Regions from separate parts of the Mus musculus genome. Here region 1 is linked to region 2. The links are chromatin contacts, called in public Hi-C maps. All regions are on one chromosome and are shown on one strand. The core of a region is the stretch at or near the end of the contact, and the rest is flanking DNA. Distances in the headings are between cores, read along the strand shown.

What was found. A called contact is a pair of places that touch in the nucleus more often than the background predicts.
Region 1: a contact with region 2 is called in a Hi-C map of the MNK3 cell line, with 3 times the contacts expected there. The contact joins two enhancer-like sites. A contact is called at or near these places in 3 of 484 Hi-C or Micro-C datasets (the MNK3 cell line, granulocyte-monocyte progenitors and palatal mesenchyme) and 1 of 115 datasets of contacts at active chromatin or transcription factors (bone marrow-derived macrophages).

Annotation. Positions count from the first base shown.
Region 1 is chr4:98,186,953-98,190,640 of GRCm38.p6, forward strand. It overlaps the pseudogene Gm12691. Among named protein-coding and RNA genes, the nearest start is that of Gm34784, 63 kb to the left of the region's middle. Within about 2 kb of position 2,254, at least 32 of the 459 cell types and tissues checked have an H3K27ac peak or open chromatin away from gene starts, as enhancers often do. A contact at or near this core is called in the MNK3 cell line, where this site is marked.
Region 2 is chr4:97,843,818-97,847,755 of GRCm38.p6, forward strand. All of the region lies in intron 2 of Nfia (nuclear factor I/A), which reads left to right. Gm19417 (a long non-coding RNA gene) reads right to left here. Exons shown (of 2, transcript XR_376437.4): 2 at 1-3,938. Among named protein-coding and RNA genes, the nearest start is that of Gm19417, 23 kb to the right of the region's middle. Within about 2 kb of position 1,289, at least 58 of the 459 cell types and tissues checked have an H3K27ac peak or open chromatin away from gene starts, as enhancers often do. A contact at or near this core is called in the MNK3 cell line, where this site is marked.

The sequences.
Region 1 (3,688 bases), core at 1,004-3,503, 340 kb after region 2:
CTCCATTGCATTCTGTGTTGGATTTTCATTGGCTCCTATGTAGAATTATCTACCCTAAATTAAATAAGTCCCCTCAGAAAGATTTGGGGAGATCTGCAAACCTTCCTTTTTTTCTCTGCTAAAACCCTTTGCCATGGCACCAGAGCTGGATGCAAGTCAACTGTCTCTCTCTGTGTTCTCTGTTCACTGCTGAGAGCCATGGGGGTCACGCTGGTCTTCTTTCCTTGGCCTCCCAGAGTATGGGCAGGGTACGGTTAGGGTGAGAGCTAGGGATAAGGTTAGAGATAAGGCTGATCTTCTTTCTTCAGCCCTCCTGGCACATGGCAAGATAGTGAGGGGGCACCAGGGCACTAGTGTTCTCAGCCCTCAGAGTAGCTTCTTCTTAGGAGTTCAAGGTAGGCCTGGAAAATTCAGACTCAATCCTTTTGAGCAAGCATGCCTAAAAGTCTGCTTCTGTATTGTAGGGCTGTGGAAAATAGGAAATGGTAGCCTACCCCATCCCAGGTGAAATGGTAGCTACAAACTGGGGACAGGAGAGAGGGGCAGCTTCTTGTGCCTGGACAGCAGATTCTGTAACAGAAAATGACATGGAGAGTCAAGGGCTAGATTCTGGGTCAGAAGTCATGCACACTTCTGCCATCACTAGGAATATTTTAAAATTTCTTTTTGTATACATATGGGTGTTTTGTCTACATATCTATCTGTCTGTATACTACATGTGTGCCTGGTACCCACAAAAGCCTAAAACAGCGCACCAGATCCCCTAGGACTGGAATTACAGAGATTTGTGAGCCTCCATGTGGGTGCTGAGACTCCAGCATCAGTCTCCTGAAGCCCAACCAGTGCCCTTGAAATTGAATCACCTCTCAGCCCCTCAAGTATTAGATGTTTTAGTGAACCTCCATTTGCTTCACAAACTTTGGGAAAGTTTTTCAATGATTGTCATTCAAATTTTTCATGAATTACATTTTCTTTCTATTGGCTGAGATTCTACCCAGTTTCATATGACTCCCTTCACGGGAGCTATATGGAAAACCTTATGAAACCCTTGAATCCACAACAGTCCACCATTCCTTTCAGACACACTTTCTTAATTTACCTGCCAAGTATCTGTGGATATAAGCTTAATGCAGGTTATGATTATTAACTTCTTGTAGCTTCTTGGACACAGGTGTTTGTCTCTCCAGCTGAGTCGGGTACCTCGATGGAAGATGCCCCATAACTCCCCAGAGTATGCAGCATGGAGTGGTAAATATGACTTTTGCTTTTGTTCTACAAAATCCCTCTGATTTCCCTACTTGCCTAATCTTGCATTTTCAAAACTAAAGCATTTTCTGAAGTGTCCATTTCCTCCTGCCTCCATTTGACAAATCACTCTGGACTGCCTGGAGTATATCTAGGAGAAAAACACTTGCTTTGCTAGCATTTGGAGGTGCCTGATGGACACAGCCATTCTTCACACAAGCAGCCCTGGGTTGGAATTTTCTTAGCCCATTTTGCAGATGAGAAACAAGACAGCAGAAAGGCTAAGGAGTTGCCTTGGTCCATTTTGTGTTGTTCTAACAAAATGACACAGGCTAGGTTATTTGTATAGAAGAGAAGTGAATTTCTTACCATTCTGAACACAGTGCTTTCTGACACCCAACATGAGGGTGCAAGCAGCTTGCGGAAGTCACCTTGTGCCATCACAGTGAAAAGCAGGGAGAGCAAGAAAGATGGATCCAAACCCAAGCTTGTGGGAGACATCACTCCCAAGACAATGGCATTACTACATTCACGGCAAGAGGAGCCTATGACACCATTATTTTTTAATGTTTTCAACTAAATACCATTACTCTAGTTCCCAGTAGTAATACGGGATGAACACTCAAGTTTTAGCAAGAACTTATCCAAAATCACAAAAACATAAATAGGAAAGCGATGAAAGCAGCCAAACATGGGATTGCTAGCTGGATCTCTTCCCTCCTTCTGGTATACCAACTCCCTCCTTCTGAGAAAGGAGGAAAACTCCTTCAAGTTTGAGGAAAATCGGTTCTGACACATGGAATCATCTCCAGCCCTGCATGCTCTGGAAGCCACGGCTTCTCCCAGAGAGACTGTGTTCTGCGGCCTCTTCACGCTCACTGCACTTCCTCACAAAATGACTAATGAAGAACCGCAGAAGGGAAATTGAGTGACCTTGTTGCACCACCCCAAACCCCTCCCACAGTGACCCCAATTAAGACCACAAGCTGGCCTATTTACAAATATGTAACCCACAAAATGGCAAGTTATAACTCAACCACAACCGATCTGGCCCTTGTTAACCACGCTGCAACAAGAATGTGTACAAATATCATTAGGAAACACTTCTCTAGTATACCAATTGTGCTGAACTCATGCTTTTCTGCCCCTTCAGGAAAGTGGAGTCTACTAGGAACAGTGAGACACCTCCACGCCTCTCTCCCTTTAAACTGATTTGTGGACATCTTCAAAGCCTGGCATCCCGGAGGCCTTTTGACCCCCCATTAAGATTTGATTGGGTCAGTAGGATCTCTTCCCTTAATTCTTTTAAACATATCTGTCTTTAACCTTCTCCACAAGGCTTCTGGATCAATAAATAAGAAGGGTAAAATTGGAAAGAATTTCAGTGGAAACCCTTAAGGAAAGTGTGGTTTCCGGAGAAGGAAGAAAAGTTGACCTTTCATTAAACAGTATTAGACTATAGACTTACTGCGTGTTAGACTATCTTCCCCAATAGTCCTATAAAACTCCTGCTTTGAGATCACTTACTACCAATTAGCCTTCAGGTGCTCACTAAATACTTTGTCTGAATCTTCCCTTAGCAGTGGGGTTGGGATCAAGTCCCTTCAAGAATTGTTCCCTTCAGTCTGTTCTGTCGTCAGCCCTTGCCCACCTCGTGGCACACGCAGACCTTCCCTGAGCTGAAAGATCTCACATATGTTAGCTGCTTCCCCATCACCTCTCCTTCCCTGTCCTTGGATTTCTGTTTCCATTGTCTAGAGATGCTCTGATGAGCCCTGTGGATGCAGTCTTGGTTTAACTGAGCAGGATCAACAACATCAACCCCTTCTGAAACAGAAGTTCTGATCCCACTGAGAAATATAACAAAGCACTAGGGTGGAATGTAGCCAAAACGTCACTTTGATGACTAAGGAAAGTTAACCAAAGCCTTTATCTCTGGGCAAGCACACCTCTGACTGTTCCAATCAGACAGAAGCAGCACCCAGTTCTAGAGAACATGGACCCAACTGCCCTGAAACCCACATGCTTATCCTCAGTCACAGCTTTCTTCTGTTTGTACATAATTTTATTTCAAAAGTATTTGGGGTGACTGTCAAATTCAATAAATCCTGTAGTGAATATGGATCCCAGTCTAAAATTTCAAAGCAATATTATATTTCTCTTGTTTCTGTATATCACGCATCATTTCTAACTCAAATCTACTTTTACTGGGTAGGTGAAAAGTTTAGCTTCACCCATTATGGATGTCCTCACTTTCACATTAGTACAAACATCCAGAGTCTTCCATAACCCCAAAGCATGGAAGAAGTCTCACGGCTGTTTACTCTGTTCTTGGAACAAGTACAGAGGCACAGAGCCAGCCCACATATCTATTCCAAGCCATATTTATATGGGACCATTGGTCTTCTCATCTGAGGCCTTGTCCCTTTTTTAAAACACTGCT
Region 2 (3,938 bases), core at 39-2,538:
ATTTATTAGAGACCGTCGAGATGTAGCACTGGGCATTACTTTTGTGGCAAAAGCTCTGAAACTATAATCATTATTAATGGATTCCATTATTTGGGAGAGCGTTTTAGGGACTACAGAGGATTCATTGCATTGATCTATTGTGCCACGTTTGTATTATACCAGGTAGTTTAAAATGATATTCTCTTAACCGTTAGGCTAAAACATTGTCCACTGTTGGCAGTTATCCCATCATGAGACCGTCCTTTTTGCCACTGAAAATACATAGTTCTGCTGAAAGGAGCCTTTTGACCGGTCCCCAGTGCCTTGAATGTGTTTAAATCCCTCACTACTAAAATGGGGGGATTACGGCTGCTATCATTGTTCTAAAACAAACTTCCCTTTGGACGATAACAGCAGCGGTAAATCAGATGTTGAAGAAAGTACCAGCTTAACTTCAGTTTGCTTTAAAAGGGTTTCCTCTTTAATTGACAAGTGTCATGTATAATAGAGCACGGTAGCTCACATAGAAAACCCTGGGCTGGGCTGCCTGCTGGGGCTGCAGTTCTTAATGAACGTACAAGTGAATACACGGAGGCAAAAATTTAAAGCTCCCCAACTGGGGAGCATTCACCCCGTTCACCATGGTCAGCCTGGTGATCAGCCACACTGATCCCGCTGGGACTTGTCTTGGGCATGTGGCTTGTGTGGCTTTCAGCGCTGGTGACTGGTATCTCTCCTGGTGGTATTTGGAAAGATAGACTAGATTCTGATGTCAAAGGAATAGGCAAACGAGATTGTTTTGGTTTTCTTTAAAAAATAAAATAAATGCACTAAGCTCGTTGAGACTCACATAGTTGCTTTGCATCATGGTGGTTTTCATGGGCTCTGGGCGACTTGCTAATAAATATCCCTACGTTCCCTCACATTGTTGTCCTTTCTTGCCTTTCCTCTGCTTCCCAAAAGAGAACACAACTGGATTTTACAGGTGATGTTTACAGCCATCCAAGACACTTGAATAAGCACTTAGAATACTGCCAATAGAGGCAGGGGAAAGGGCATATTATTATCAAATTAAGTAATGGCTGGGCAGTGATATTTTATTTATTAAAGCATGTCTGAGTAGAATGGACTCTGGTTCTGAAGAGCACAGATTTGAGAGGAATGTTGAGTTTGGAAACGTGGCAGCCCACAGCCCTGTGTATGGTTTAAATTAAACCTTTTTTTGGAAAGCAGAATAGCTTGAGGCCACATTTAAGGGGAACGCTGCAGCAGAGTGGGCCGGCTGTGGTTTTTCTTTCACTCTGTCAGCGGCCCACTTTCCCTTGTTTTAACACAGAAAAAAGACTTTGGACTCCTTCAGACCAACCACATAGCCTCTCTGCTGACCACAAAAAGGAAGCTTGGTGAAGAAGCCATAGGATTAATACCCACTGTCTCTTAACCCAGCCGAGGGTGAAACTCTGTAAGAGATTTCTCTGGTCACGCTGACACTGTGGTTGGACTTTAAACATTTTAAATCAAGCACAACTTTGAATTACATTATGCCACAGTGCTCTGTAAATTGTTCTCTGAGATACCATGTTAAAAGTTATTTACACGAATCCCCAGGTTTCAGAGGAATAAACCGCTAACAGCTTTGTGTATCTTACAGAGAAATAAAAGGAAAATTAAAGATGTGTCTGTGACAGATTAGCTCAGCTGAGGCAGGGGAATCACTGGCCATAAGAGCTGATCTTTCTTAAGCAATGAGACTACAGGCTCATGACAGAAAAGCCTTCTTGTCTTCCAGAGTAGTAAGATTAAGAGTGTGGGTTCTGCTAATCACTTACCAGCTTTATTAATTAGCCACATTATTATTATTATTATTATTATTAATTATTACTGTGGTGGTGGTGGTAGTAGTGGTGGTGGTGTGCCCACCACAGAATTCTGGGCAAGCCTACTACTCCTGAGCAACACCCTTAAGCCCAACCACATTTCTAGTTTTCAACTAGAAAAATATGGTTTTTTTGTTTTGTTTTTTAATAGAAACTCACGTTTCTTTAAAAACTGTTTGCACTGCAGAGAGTTCTACTTAACATACTGGTCTACTCAGATGTGAGAAATAGTTGCCTCTGTGTCTTGAACATTAATTTTAACGATTGGAATCTTATAACCCTGATTACCTAATCATTTATTTGCACAAAGAAGTTCTGAAATTGCTCAAAGAAACAAACAACCTAAATCCCCATGCATTGGCTTTTGTATTTACTACAAACTGCCTGCTTTGGATTAATATATTTTGAAAGAAATACTTGGAATTTATATTTTGTCCAGCTCAAATAATCAGCTTTTCACAAGTGTACTAGATCTGCATTCTGGTTTCTGTTTAGCAAAGAATCTTAATTCATTTGAGAAGTTGTAGAAAGAAAATCCCTATACAGGTTTCAAAGCTTCCAGTAACCATAGGGTTAATCTCTGGTTGCCCTGTAGTGAGGGCTTCATTAGAGAAATGGGTCTGTATAAGACTTCGTGTGTATGAAGAAGTACAGTTGTCTTCCTGCCTGCACATCCCAGCACTGTTTAAATACTTTGCCTGTGAGCTGCCCATTTATTGTGGTTTATTTGCCCAGGTGTCTTCAGAGCATCTTGTTCTGTGCCTGCCTGAACTTACTAGCCACCCGGAAGTAGTTGCCTTGTGTCTGATCTTTCTCATCTTGCTAGAATTATACTGTAACTAATTGAATCCATTGCTCACTGTCTTGTTTTTCTTCCCCATCTTCCTCTCAGAGGAATCATGTCAGGACCCTATATGCTCTAGTCAAGGAAATGGCAACCGACTTACCAAGACTGGCATTAAAGGTAACCCTAACCCAGAAAGATGCTTTCAAGGACAAAACATTGTAAGCATTCTTACATGTGAGAATTAACTACTTAATTGGGTCATGGTGGAAGCCAAATCAAAGTGTGATGTTGAGCATACTTTGAAAGTTGAAACTTGCAAGTTGATGGCATCCTTTCCAGGCTCACCTTGGAATCAGGGGTCTGCCAGCTGCAGGTCGTTCCCTCTGTACACTTCTCTCTGGCTTGTAACACCCCAGCACCTCAGCTTTCTAATCTTTGAAGTGGAGAAGTTGATTATCTCTTTGTTCTGCCTATCTCAATGGGTTGTTAAGGGAATAAAACTAGGCAAGGTAGATGAAATCCTAAAATGCTGTGAAAGTACATGGCAGCCAGGATCTTGGTAGATGACAGTATTTCTCAGATGCCTTCATCAAATCAGCATGAGCTACTCTGGATTGGGAAGTGTCCCATGCTGGGAGGGAGAGAGAGCATCTAGAATCCCTCTTCCTGGTAGAGGATTTATATTTTTGACCAAATCATTAGGACCCTTTGTTTCCCTCTTGTCTCATCTCTGAGGTGACCTCAGGTAGCAGTTCTCACCGTGTCATGGCAAAAGCAGCACAGCTCTGGCATTTGGAAATCTTCTGGAGATGCGTGTCCCAAGCCCCTTCCCGGGTATGGAAGGGCAATGGTAGGGAGGTGGCTCCCAGCACTGTGCTTTGTAAAGAGAGTTTGTGGGATTCTGAATTAAGCTCTATTTCCAGACTCAGGCTGCAGTGCCATACAACTTACAACTAGGATATTTATGCCTTGTTTCTGCCTGCTTCACCAGGGCTGTGCCCAGTTCCATGATCTGGAGACTCTTCCCAGTGCACAAGACCTCAGAGAGGGCAGCCAAGCATTCTTTTGGTGTGTCACACCGGGTGTGTGGCCCAGAGAGCTGAGTTTGCAGGGGGGAGCAGAGACTTCCTTCTATGCCCCAGTACAGGGGAATGCCAGGGCCAAGAAGTGGGAGTGGGTGGGTTGGGGAGCAGGGTGGGGGGAGGGTATAGGGAACTTTTGGGATAGCATTTGAAATGTAAATAAAGAAAATATCTAATAAAAAAAAGACTTCCTTTTCTGAACCTTAGGGCCAC